3 separate regions of the Mus musculus genome follow, and all the other regions are linked to region 1. Evidence: chromatin contacts called from public HiChIP or PLAC-seq and promoter capture Hi-C data. All regions are on one chromosome and are shown on one strand. The core of a region is the stretch at or near the end of the contact, and the rest is flanking DNA. Distances in the headings are between cores, read along the strand shown.

Region 1 (3,412 bases), core at 525-3,024:
TGTGTGTGTTTTAGTTTGACACAGGGTCCCATGATGCATCTTTGGCTGGCCTGGAATTTGCTATAGACCAGGTTGGCCTCAAATTTATAGAGATTGACTTGTCTCTGTTTCTTGAGTGCTGGTATCAGGTGTGTATGGCCACACCCAATTTAAGCATTCTTTTTTAACCTATTGCAATCCATCCCATCAAAATTGCTTGTATAAAGACAGTGTTTAGAAATAATGATAAATTTTAGGCTACAGAGTCAGGCATCATTGGACGCTGTGTCTCCTTAGTTACTCCGGTCTGCTCTTCCATTCTCTTTTTCCTTACAGCTTTTCAGCTTCATGTTTTTGTGTGATTCTAATAGGTATGCAGCTTTTGTTTGTTTAAGAAAACTACTGCCTTCCATTGGCCAACCAACCCTCTTACCCAGAAGGCGCAGGTGACTGCTGTAGTGAAGTTCTTGTGTATGTTTCTAATTAGACAATCATGGGGTTTTAATCTCATAGATAATAGTGTTAACTGGTCAAAGTTGTATTTTTAAGTTTTTTTCCTTTATTATTTATAATAAAGCTTTATATATCTTTTTCCCCCCTATTTATTCACAAAAGAAAGGTGGTGGGAGAAGCTGTGGAAGATTCCTGGATGCTTAAGGGGATGGGATGATCAGCTGAGACTACGTGTTCCTAGCCAGCTTGCTCTCCAAGGTGGCGTGACCGACGCTGAGCTGAGCGGCTTCTCGGCTTCTGGAGCTGGGCTAGTCACATTCCTATTGAACTGCTGAGTGCTTTGGAGAGTCTTGGTCTAAGAGATCTCACACACAGGCTGGCTAAGCTTACTGCATGCCTCTGCATTGCGTGCTGCTTAGATTGTGGGCTATTATGCTGTACAGGAAACTTAGAAATCCAAATACTTCCACCATTACATGTATGAGTTAAAGAGAGAAGCATTAGGTAGTTAATATCTACGGGGTGGTTTGTTCATGTATATGAAGGCAATATGCATTGTAGGTTTGGAGACATTTTTAAGAGATTTGGAGAACAGTTTGCTTTTACATTGACATGGTGTGCTTCTGTCAGAAAGCATTACTTCAGTGCCCAGCCGTGATCTGGATACCTTTATATCGTGTAATGCTTGGTTGAAGTCTTCCTCTTTTTCTCTCTACCTAAGAAATGTACGTCACAGCTGAGGCAGTGGCATGGTGGGAAAACTAGTGATGAAGAATAACCAGTCACATGCTAGGCATGAGGGGCATGAGGTTAGGACACAGTGACCCCTCAGTGGCTCCCATGTCACGAAGCATTAGGATATGTGTTCGTTCAGTAGTGATGGTGTCTCTTTTGTTATGGGAACATGAACTACATTCTCCACGCTCGATCTTTAGAAAGCATTGCCTGATGTAGACACCAGCTTTTCTGTGGCATGGACAGCCTGTTTTCTAAAAGACTGGCATTGTTAGTTGCATGAGTGTGTGCTGTTTTGGAGCTCTGTTAAATTCAAGTTCACATCTTCTCTTTACCTCTAACTGACCTATAGAGATTATTATTACTAAGTGTTCTTGTCTATAATTCACTGAAGTATGGGATGGAATTAAGGAGTGACGTGTGCAAAAAGCTGCCAGTGGTATCTCCGAGGATTGTTCCTGGACTGGAGGTGGTTTTGTGTCATTTCTTCCCGTGAAGGAGCAGCACAGACTGCGTCTTAGCATGGGGGAAGAGCTGTTGTGTCACTTCCTCAGGCAGACATATTTACTAGAGGGTGATCCACAACCTTCCAGTAAGAGAGGCAGCAGAAGGGAGGGGCTCACCTGACTTCCGGGAACTGTGTGGACCGTGGTGCTCTGGACCCGCACAGTGGGGTAGGGACCTGTTGTAAGAGACCAGAAGTACTTCACACCTCCTGCCCCTCAAGTAACATTGAAGTTGAATGAAAAGACAGGGCTTTTTTTCTCCTTAACTGACATGTTTGTTTCTGCCTGGGTTTGATCTGGTGTTGGTAAATGAACAGCCTGTTCCTGTTTATGCTTCTCTTTTGGCTTTCTTGTGTTAAAGGGCATGAAAGGCTGGCAGTGATGATTGGCAGATTTACTGGCAAGGCTTTTCTGAGACTGTGTACTTAAATATCAACATTTTTCTTTTTAAACTAGTCTTTTCATCTCAGCCTAGTGATGAGGAATCCAGTAGCGATGACACCAGCCACGAGCCCAGCCCTGCTCCTAGACGGCGCCGCAACAGGAAGAAGACCGTTTCTATCTCAGAGTCTGAGGAGCCTCCACTCGCTGAGCCGGAAGATGAGCCCTCCAAGGAGCCAAGTAAACGCCACTTTAGTCGTGGTCTCAACAAGTGTGTTATCCTGGCCTTGGTGATTGCTGTCAGCATGGGATTTGGACATTTCTATGGTGAGTGACTGAGTGGAAACACCTTGTGCCGAAGCCACTTGCATATAGCAGCAAGACAAGATGGCACAAAAGGTCAGTGTTGGGTTCTGTGGCCTGTACCTGCAGTCAGCTACTTTACTCAGGAGGCACAAGTGAAGGTTGCTGAGTCTTCAGAATTTGAGATTAGCCTGGGCAACATAGTGAGACCCTGTTCCAAAACAAAACAAGATCAGGCTGGTCTCCAACCTGTAATCTTCATACATCATCAAAATCTCAAGTATAAATAAGGACTAGTAACATACATATTTGTGTAATGTTTTTTTTTTTTTAAGTAAGAAGACTGGAAATTAAAAATCTGAAGTTGGGGGTGGGGAGGTGGCTCAGTGGTTAAAAGCAGTGGCTAGGCTATTCTTCCAGAGGCCCCAGTTTCAGTCTCCTACACCAAACCCATATGCTGGCTGTTTCATAACCATTGCCATTCCAGCTGCCCTCTTCTGACCTTTTAGGGCACTGCATGCACATAGTGCACAGACACACATGCAGGCAAAACACGAATAAAAAAAAGATCGGAGGTGCTGGGCGTGGTGTTAAATGGCTTTACCCAGGGCAGGCAGAGGGTCTTGAGTTTGGGGTCAGACTGGTTTTTGAAGTAGGACTTTACACCTGTCTGTCTGTCTGTCTGTCTGCTTGCCTGCCTATCTATCTATCTATCTATCTATCTATCTATCTATCTATCTATCTATCTATGGTTTTTTAAAACAGGGTCATCCATCCATCCATCCATCCATCCATCCATCCATCCATCCATCCATCCATCCATCTATCTATCTATCTATCTATCTATCTATCTATCTATGGTTTTTAAAACAGGGTCTTACTGTGTAACCCAGGCTGAGCTCTGACTCAGTTACCTGAGTGCTGAGGTTATAGACCTGTGCTGCCTGGCCAGAGAGGTATTGTATGCTTGAGAAGTCAGTGTCTTAAACCTTGTCAAGTTCACAACTCTTTTGTTGTTGTCTGAAAAAGCCCTGGCTGTCTAGGAACTCAGTGTG
Region 2 (3,412 bases), core at 268-2,767, 97 kb after region 1:
TTGTTCTGCCTACTCACAGAAGTCCACTCTGCAGTCATCTGAATGTCTTTCTCTGCCTCTTAATTCCTATTCTCAAATCTCAGGACTCTTTCAGGCCTGGTAAGCATTTATTGTTGCCGGGACCCTCCCTTGGCATAGAGAGGTTCTACAGAGCAAAGAGGAGCCTGATTTCTTCTGGCTGGAGAGAAGACACAAACTGTTGATCCCAGGAGGCCTGTAACTTCACTTTCTGTTGTTGTTGTTGATGATGTTGTTTTGAGACAGGGTTTCTCTGTGTAGCCCCAGCTGTCCTGAAACTTCCTCTGTAGACCAGGCTGGCTTTGAACTCAGATCTACCTGCCTCTGACTCCCAAGTTCTCAGATTAAAGGCATGGGCCACCACATTCCACCTAACAACAGACTTTTTTTAAAAATTTATTTTATGTATATGAGTACACTGTAGTTGACTTCAGACACACCAGAAGAGGGCATCAGATCCCATTACAGATGGTTGCGAGCCACCATGTATGTGGTTGCTGGGAATTGAACTCAGGACCTCTAGGAAGAGCAGCTAGTGCTCTTAACTGAGGAGTCATCTTTTCAGCCCCCAGAAGACTTAGAATAAAGACATCCTCTGTAATTTGTAATTTGATTGTCTTATATTACAACGAACGAACAAATAACATGAATAGGAAACTAAATTGAAATATCCTGTTGTTTAGAGAAAAGAGCCATCACAAATGTGACCTTCCCTCTAGTTAGGAAGCCACGTGTGCGGAGTTACCGTCATTAAATGTGCTTTCTTTTTGCCCAGCTGTCTCTAGAAAGTAAAAGAAATTGGAAGCTCAGCATACCGGAGCATGTCATTTTTTGGGGGGGAGGGGGGACGACAGTATTTGGAGACAGTTTCTCTGTGTAGTGCTGGCTGTCCTGGAACTTGTTCTGTAGACCAGAATTCAGAGATCCTCCTGCCTCTGCCTCCACAGTACTGGGACCAAAGGCATGCACCATTGCTGCCTGGCAACTGAAGCATATCTTAACTCCTGCCTGGGCAGGTTATTTAGTAAGACCCATCTTAAAACCAAAAGCAACAGGAAAAAAATTGCTTTTTAAAGTATTTGGAAACTTGGTACCCAGGGGAGGTTACTCAGAGCTAAGGTACAGGGACTGTGAGACTTTGATTTTTTGGAGACAGCCCTGGTTGTCCTGGAATTTGTTTTGTAGACTAGGGTGACCTTGAACTCAACTCAGGGATCAGCCTGTCTCTGCCTCCTGAGTGTTGAGATTGAAGGCATTTGCCACCACAGCCCTGCCACATGTGAGATTAGATTGGCCTTGAAGTCAGGTAACACTCTGTCCCAATGTTGGGTCTACTGTCATCATCTCCCTGTGGTCATACTTAGGATGTCTGAGCTTCCCAACACACATCTTAAAAACAGAAACCAGGTTCTCCCCCACCCCAGGTGCAGCCAGTGAGGCCTTGAGCAGAGGTGGGGCTTCTGGGAGGGGGAAGCAAGGTTTGGGATCCAATTGGAAGGACTTGAGTGGGAAGGGGCCAGTGAACAGCCCTTGAAATAGAGCTCTGAGGTCAGTCTTTGAGTTCACTGATCTTGAGTTTGCATAGGCTTCCTGCGGTGAAACGGGTACACTATGGCCTCTCTGAAGAGGTTTCAGACGCTCGTGCCCCTGGATCACAAACAAGGTACCTTATTTGAAATTATTGGAGAGCCCAAGTTGCCCAAGTGGTTCCATGTCGAATGCCTGGAAGATCCAAAAAGACTGTACGTGGAACCTCGGCTACTGGAAATCATGTTTGGTAAGTGAACTGGAAAGGCCAAGGTAACCTTTTCCTGATCCCTGTATACACCTTGACTGCAGATGTTCTTCTGTATTGAAAAGCCTCTTCAGTGGCTGTGGCCCTAAGAAATAGAAGCCACCTCACTCCCAGGTTCCCCCTGCTCCTTGTCCAGGTAAGGATGGAGAGCACATCCCACATCTTGAATCTATGTTGCACACCCTGATACATGTGAACGTGTGGGGCCCTGAAAGGCGAGCTGAGATTTGGATATTCGGACCGCCGCCTTTCCGAAGGGACGTTGACCGGATGCTCACTGATCTGGCTCACTATTGCCGCATGAAACTGATGGAAAGTAAGTAAGGGATGGGACGGGAGTGGGTAGGGCTATCCTGTCCAGCAAGTCTTGGCTCCTTGGGAGGGCTCCACCTTGGGAAAGTGGGTTTTGGAGATGTTCTGGAAGGCCAGAAGACTGTGTTTAGGAACCCTTAGCTCCTACTCCTTCAGGTTACAGGGTGGTTGTCCTTATCAGCCTCCTTACACTGCTTTCTTCCAACTCAGTAGAGGCTCTGGAGGCTGGAGTTGAGCGTCGTCGTATGGCGGCCCATAAGGCTGCCACCCAGCCTGCTCCCGTGAAGGTCCGCGAGGCTGCCCCTCGGCCCGCTTCCGTGAAGGTCCCTGAGACGGCCACCCAGCCTGCTCCCGTGAAGGTCCGCGAGGCTGCCCCTCAGCCCGCTCCGGTGCAGGAGGTCCGCGAGGCTGCCCCTCAGCAGGCTTCCGTGCAGGAGGAGGTCCGCGAGGCTGCCACCGAGCAGGCTCCCGTGCAGGAGGTCCGCGAGGCTGCCACCGAGCAGGCTCCCGTGCAGGAGGTCAGCGAGGCTGCCACCGAGCAGGCTCCCGTGCAGGAGGTCAACGAGGCTGCCACCGAGCAGGCTTCCGTGCAGGCGGTCCGCGAGGCTGCCACCCGGCCGGCTCCCGGGAAGGTCCGCAAGGCGGCCACCCAGCCGGCTCCGGTGCAGGTTTGCCAGGAGGCCACCCAGTTGGCTCCCGTGAAGGTCCGCGAGGCGGCCACCCAGCCGGCTTCCGGGAAGGTCCGCGAGGCGGCCACCCAGTTGGCTCCTGTGAAGGTCCGCAAGGCAGCCACCCAGTTGGCTCCTGTGAAGGTCCACGAGGCGGCCACCCAGCCGGCTCCGGGGAAGGTCAGCGATGCTGCCACGCAGTCGGCTTCGGTGCAGGTTCGTGAGGCTGCCACGCAGCTGTCTCCCGTGGAGGCCACTGATACTAGCCAGTTGGCTCAGGTGAAGGCTGATGAAGCCTTTGCCCAGCACACTTCAGGGGAGGCCCACCAGGTTGCCAATGGGCAGTCTCCCATTGAAGTCTGTGAGACTGCCACCGGGCAGCATTCTCTAGATGTCTCTAGGGCCTTGTCCCAGAAGTGTCCTGAGGTTTTTGAGTGGGAGACCCAGAGTTGTTTGGATGGCAGCTATGTCATAGTTCAGCCTCCAAGGGATGCCTGGGAATCATTTATCATATTATAAATGCATCTCTGGTGTGAGCCAGGATAGATGGTACACGTCTGCAAATCCAGAACCTAAAGGCAGGGGTTAGCTTGGGCTGAGTAAGGCAATGATCTTAAAC
Region 3 (3,412 bases), core at 266-2,765, 74 kb after region 1:
GCTCACAACCACCTATAGTGAGATCTGACTCCCTCTTCTGGTGCATCTGAAGTCAGCTACAGTGTACTTATGTATAATAATAAATAAATCTTTGGGCCAGAGCAAGCAGAGACGACCAGGGTGAGTGGGGTTGACTGGAGCGAGCAGAGGTCCTAAATACAATTCCCAACAACCACATGAAGGCTCACAACCATTTGTACAGCTACAGTGTACTCATATACATTAAATAAAGTCTTAAAAAATAACAAGTAAAATTAGTCCATTTAAAGTGTAGAATTCAGCAGATTTTTTTCTAGCATATCCATGGCAGCAGATTCACACGATGTCTCCATCACAATTAATTGCTTGCATATTTCTTTGTTGATTTACTTAGGTTTTCGGATTGATTTATTCTTGTTTTATGTGAATGATTGTCTGTGTGCATGTATGATATATATGTGTACCACCTATGTGCCTGGGACCCACAAAGGCCAGAAGAAGGTATCACATTCCCCGGACCTGGAGTTATAAATGGTCGTGAGCCAACACATGGGTATTGGGAACCGAACTTAGGTCCTCTACAGGAGCAGCCAGTGCTCTCCAGCTCAACTCGTTTAGTTTTTGAAGACAGGGTCTCACGCAGCCTAGGCTACTTTGAATTAATCCCCTGCCTCACCTTTGGGGTTATAAGTATGTGCCACCAGCAACTGTTTTTTCTTTTGAGACAAGGTCTTACCATGTAGTTCTGGCTGGCCTGGAACTTGCTGTATAGGATGGTCTTGAACTCACAGAGATCCAGGTATTGGAACTAAAAGTCTTCACCACCATGCCCAGCATGAACATTTTTATCATCACAGAAATAAACCCCGATAATGCCATTGCCTATCGCTCTTCCTTCCAGAGTTGCCTAATTCTGGATGTGCTGTATACAAGGCCTTTGTGTCTGTCTTCTTAGACGTAGCATGTCTCGAGGTTCATCCGTATTGTAGCAAGCATCAGACAGAATCAATTTTAAAATGTTTATTTTTATTATGTTTATGAGAGAGTGGGGTGGGTTGGGGTACCTGCAGAGGCCAGAAGAAGACATTGGATCCGCTGGAGCTGGAGCTACGGTTACATTATGAACTGCCTGTTGTGGGCATCGGGAACTGAATTCAGGTCCTTTCCAAAAAGCGCCCGAGTGCTCTCAAGCACCGAGCCGTCTCCCTCACCCTTGTATGCATCGATTACGGCGGCAGAGTAAGATTCCACTGTGCTAACATGCCAGATGCATCTGCCCAGTGCTGATGAGGATTTTCACTGTTTTCTGTTCTAGCTATGAAAATGATCCTTCTGTAAATATTCTGTTTTCCTGTGGCATAGATTCCACTCTCATTGTTTTATTTTTACGAAATGAAGCCGGAGTTTATTAGGAAAAGGTTTGGACATAGATTTAAGCACAGGCATGGGGAGGGAGAAAAGATTAGTGCTGAGGAAAAGGACAGGACGGAGACACGGGTAGAGGGAGCCACTCTTTAGACTCTTTAGGGTCTTAACAATAAGTGGCCATGCCTCACTGGTAGCTTCTGAAGTCATACTTGTTGTAAGCTGGCCCGCAGCCTACATGAGCCGGGTGTTTCTGGAAGGCAGGCTGGTGCTGAAAGAGACTTAGACTTCGAGAAAAGATAATGAGCCGGGCGTGGTGGCGCACGCCTTTAATCCCAGCACTTGGGAGGCAGAGGCAGGCGGATTTCTGAGTTCGAGGCCAGCCTGGTCTACAAAGTGAGTTCCAGGACAGCCAGAGCTATACAGAGAAACCCTGTCTCGAAAAACCAAAAAAAAAAAAAAACAAAAAAGAAAAAAAAAAAAAAAGAAAAGAAAAGATAATGAAGCCAAGACAGATGTTCTGATCAAGGCCCGAGATTTTACTCAGAGACTGTGCTTAAAAAGGGGAAAGCCCATCCCCCGCCAATCCATTCTTGGTGCCTGGAGCCAGCCTGCAGGCGAGGATGTGCAGGATAGGATGTGCCTCTGGAATATCTCAGGGGCCTCTCAGCAGGTAGCAGTGTCTTGGAGGAGAGCAGCGGCAAGTGACAGAACAATGGAGCCATCTAGGTCGGAAGGCTCCACCCCAGGTGGTCTCATTCTCAGTAGCAGCAAGGTTTGCAACAGCCAGCTTCAGGCTGGGGGAGGCTACACGTACTGTTTCAAGGGCTTCTGAAAAACAAAACAACCCAAAATCCCCTATTTTTCTTCTTAGTAAGAAACCACTGGGTAGTTCCCAAGGTATACTGGTCAGGATTACAGGCTGATAGACAAAACCACAGGCCACAAGGGTTGAAGGAATCTTTACTCCATGAGGTCACAAGGAACTTAAGACCTAAGTTTTTTTTTAAGATTTATTTATTTATTATACGTAAGTGTAGCTGTCTTCAGACACTCCAGAAGATGGAGTCAGATCTCATTACAGATGGTTGTGAGCCACCATGTGGTTGCTGGAATTTGAACTCTGGACCTTCAGAAGAGCAGTCGGGTGCTCTTACCTACTGAGCCATCTCACCAGCCCAAGACCTAAGTTTTGATCATTAGAAAAGTTCATAATCTTGTTTGTGAAGCTCTCTGGAAGCTACGGGTTTATAGTAGGAAGGAGTGATACTAACTGTAGGGGTTATAGATGCTGAAGTCTTAAGCCTGGTTCCTTGCTCTTTTAATTTTATTATTAGGAATGTTTGCATATGAAAGAAAAAGTTTCTCTATACAACAAATCTTATTAACAACTGGATTTTTTTTTTCCGTTTGTTTTTCAAGACAGGGTTTCTCTGTATAGCCCTAGTTGTCCTGGAGCTCACTCTGTAGACCAGGCTGGCCCCAAACTCATAGGAATCTGCCTGCCTCTGCCGCCCAAGTGCTGGAATTAAAGGCATGAGCCACTATTGCCCACCTGTTTTTGTTTTGTTTTTGAGACAAGGCCTCTATAGTCACGGCTGTCCTGGAACTCTGTCTGTAGACCAGGCTGGCCTGCAACTCACAAATTCACCTGCCTCTGCCTCCAAGTGCTGGGGTTAAAAGAGGACACCACCTTTGCCAGGCTTTTTTTTTTTTTTTTTTTTTTTTTTTAAGTTTATTCTGAGGGGACAATGCTAGAGATTAGACATTTATTAGCCAAAATTGGTGTCGCTGTCCCTGGAAGCCAGCGGTGTCTGTTAAATAACTATAGGGACGGTTGTTGATGAATTCGCCAAGTCTGGGACTTTTCTCATGAACAAGCTCTGGGTGAGGACAAGCCTGGGAATGGAGCTGCTCTTTAGGGAAGCTTTCTGACAAGTCTCCAAACCTGCTCTGCAGTGGCTGCCTGGCCAGCTGAGGTTCTCTAGGCTGTCATGCTGGTCCATTTGCTGTTGTTTGTTTTGTCCTGTGGTATGTGGTACCTGGGATCAGACCTGGAGTCTCATGT

The links. Promoter capture Hi-C pulls out the DNA fragments that hold promoters and counts their contacts. HiChIP or PLAC-seq counts read pairs in DNA pulled down with a chosen protein or histone mark.
Region 2: a contact with region 1 is called in a promoter capture Hi-C map of neutrophils, with 3 times the contacts expected there. The contact joins the promoter of Khdc3 here to the enhancer-like site in region 1. A contact is called at or near these places in 19 of 39 promoter capture datasets (the C10 cell line, the HPC-7 cell line, HPC-7-derived erythroid cells and 13 more), 2 of 15 datasets of contacts at CTCF or cohesin (embryonic stem cells and hippocampal excitatory neurons), 1 of 484 Hi-C or Micro-C datasets (embryonic stem cells), 10 of 115 datasets of contacts at active chromatin or transcription factors (the HPC-7 cell line, the SCID.adh cell line, acute myeloid leukemia and 5 more) and 3 of 9 other capture datasets (adipose tissue, liver and pancreatic islet).
Region 3: an H3K27ac HiChIP or PLAC-seq map of embryonic stem cells shows a contact between it and region 1, with 9 read pairs. The contact joins two enhancer-like sites. A contact is called at or near these places in 2 of 39 promoter capture datasets (the HPC-7 cell line and liver), 2 of 484 Hi-C or Micro-C datasets (embryonic stem cells and nephron progenitors), 6 of 115 datasets of contacts at active chromatin or transcription factors (the HPC-7 cell line, double positive thymocytes, effector CD8 T cells and 2 more) and 3 of 9 other capture datasets (adipose tissue, liver and pancreatic islet).

What each region holds. Positions count from the first base shown.
Region 1 is chr9:73,003,512-73,006,923 of GRCm38.p6, forward strand. It overlaps Ccpg1 (cell cycle progression 1), which reads left to right. Exons shown (of 9, transcript NM_001286544.1): 6 at 2,130-2,381. Among named protein-coding and RNA genes, the nearest start is that of Ccpg1, 20 kb to the left of the region's middle. Within about 2 kb of position 1,775, at least 10 of the 459 cell types and tissues checked have an H3K27ac peak or open chromatin away from gene starts, as enhancers often do. A contact at or near this core is called in embryonic stem cells and neutrophils, where this site is marked.
Region 2 is chr9:73,100,881-73,104,292 of GRCm38.p6, forward strand. It overlaps Khdc3 (KH domain containing 3, subcortical maternal complex member), which reads left to right and starts at 1,518. Exons shown (of 3, transcript NM_025890.3): 1 at 1,518-1,795; 2 at 1,950-2,129; 3 at 2,336-3,412. The coding sequence starts at 1,630. The coding sequence ends at 3,312.
Region 3 is chr9:73,077,951-73,081,362 of GRCm38.p6, forward strand. The region is part of intron 2 of Rab27a (RAB27A, member RAS oncogene family); the gene reads left to right. Among named protein-coding and RNA genes, the nearest start is that of Khdc3, 23 kb to the right of the region's middle. Within about 2 kb of position 1,516, at least 28 of the 459 cell types and tissues checked have an H3K27ac peak or open chromatin away from gene starts, as enhancers often do. A contact at or near this core is called in embryonic stem cells, where this site is marked.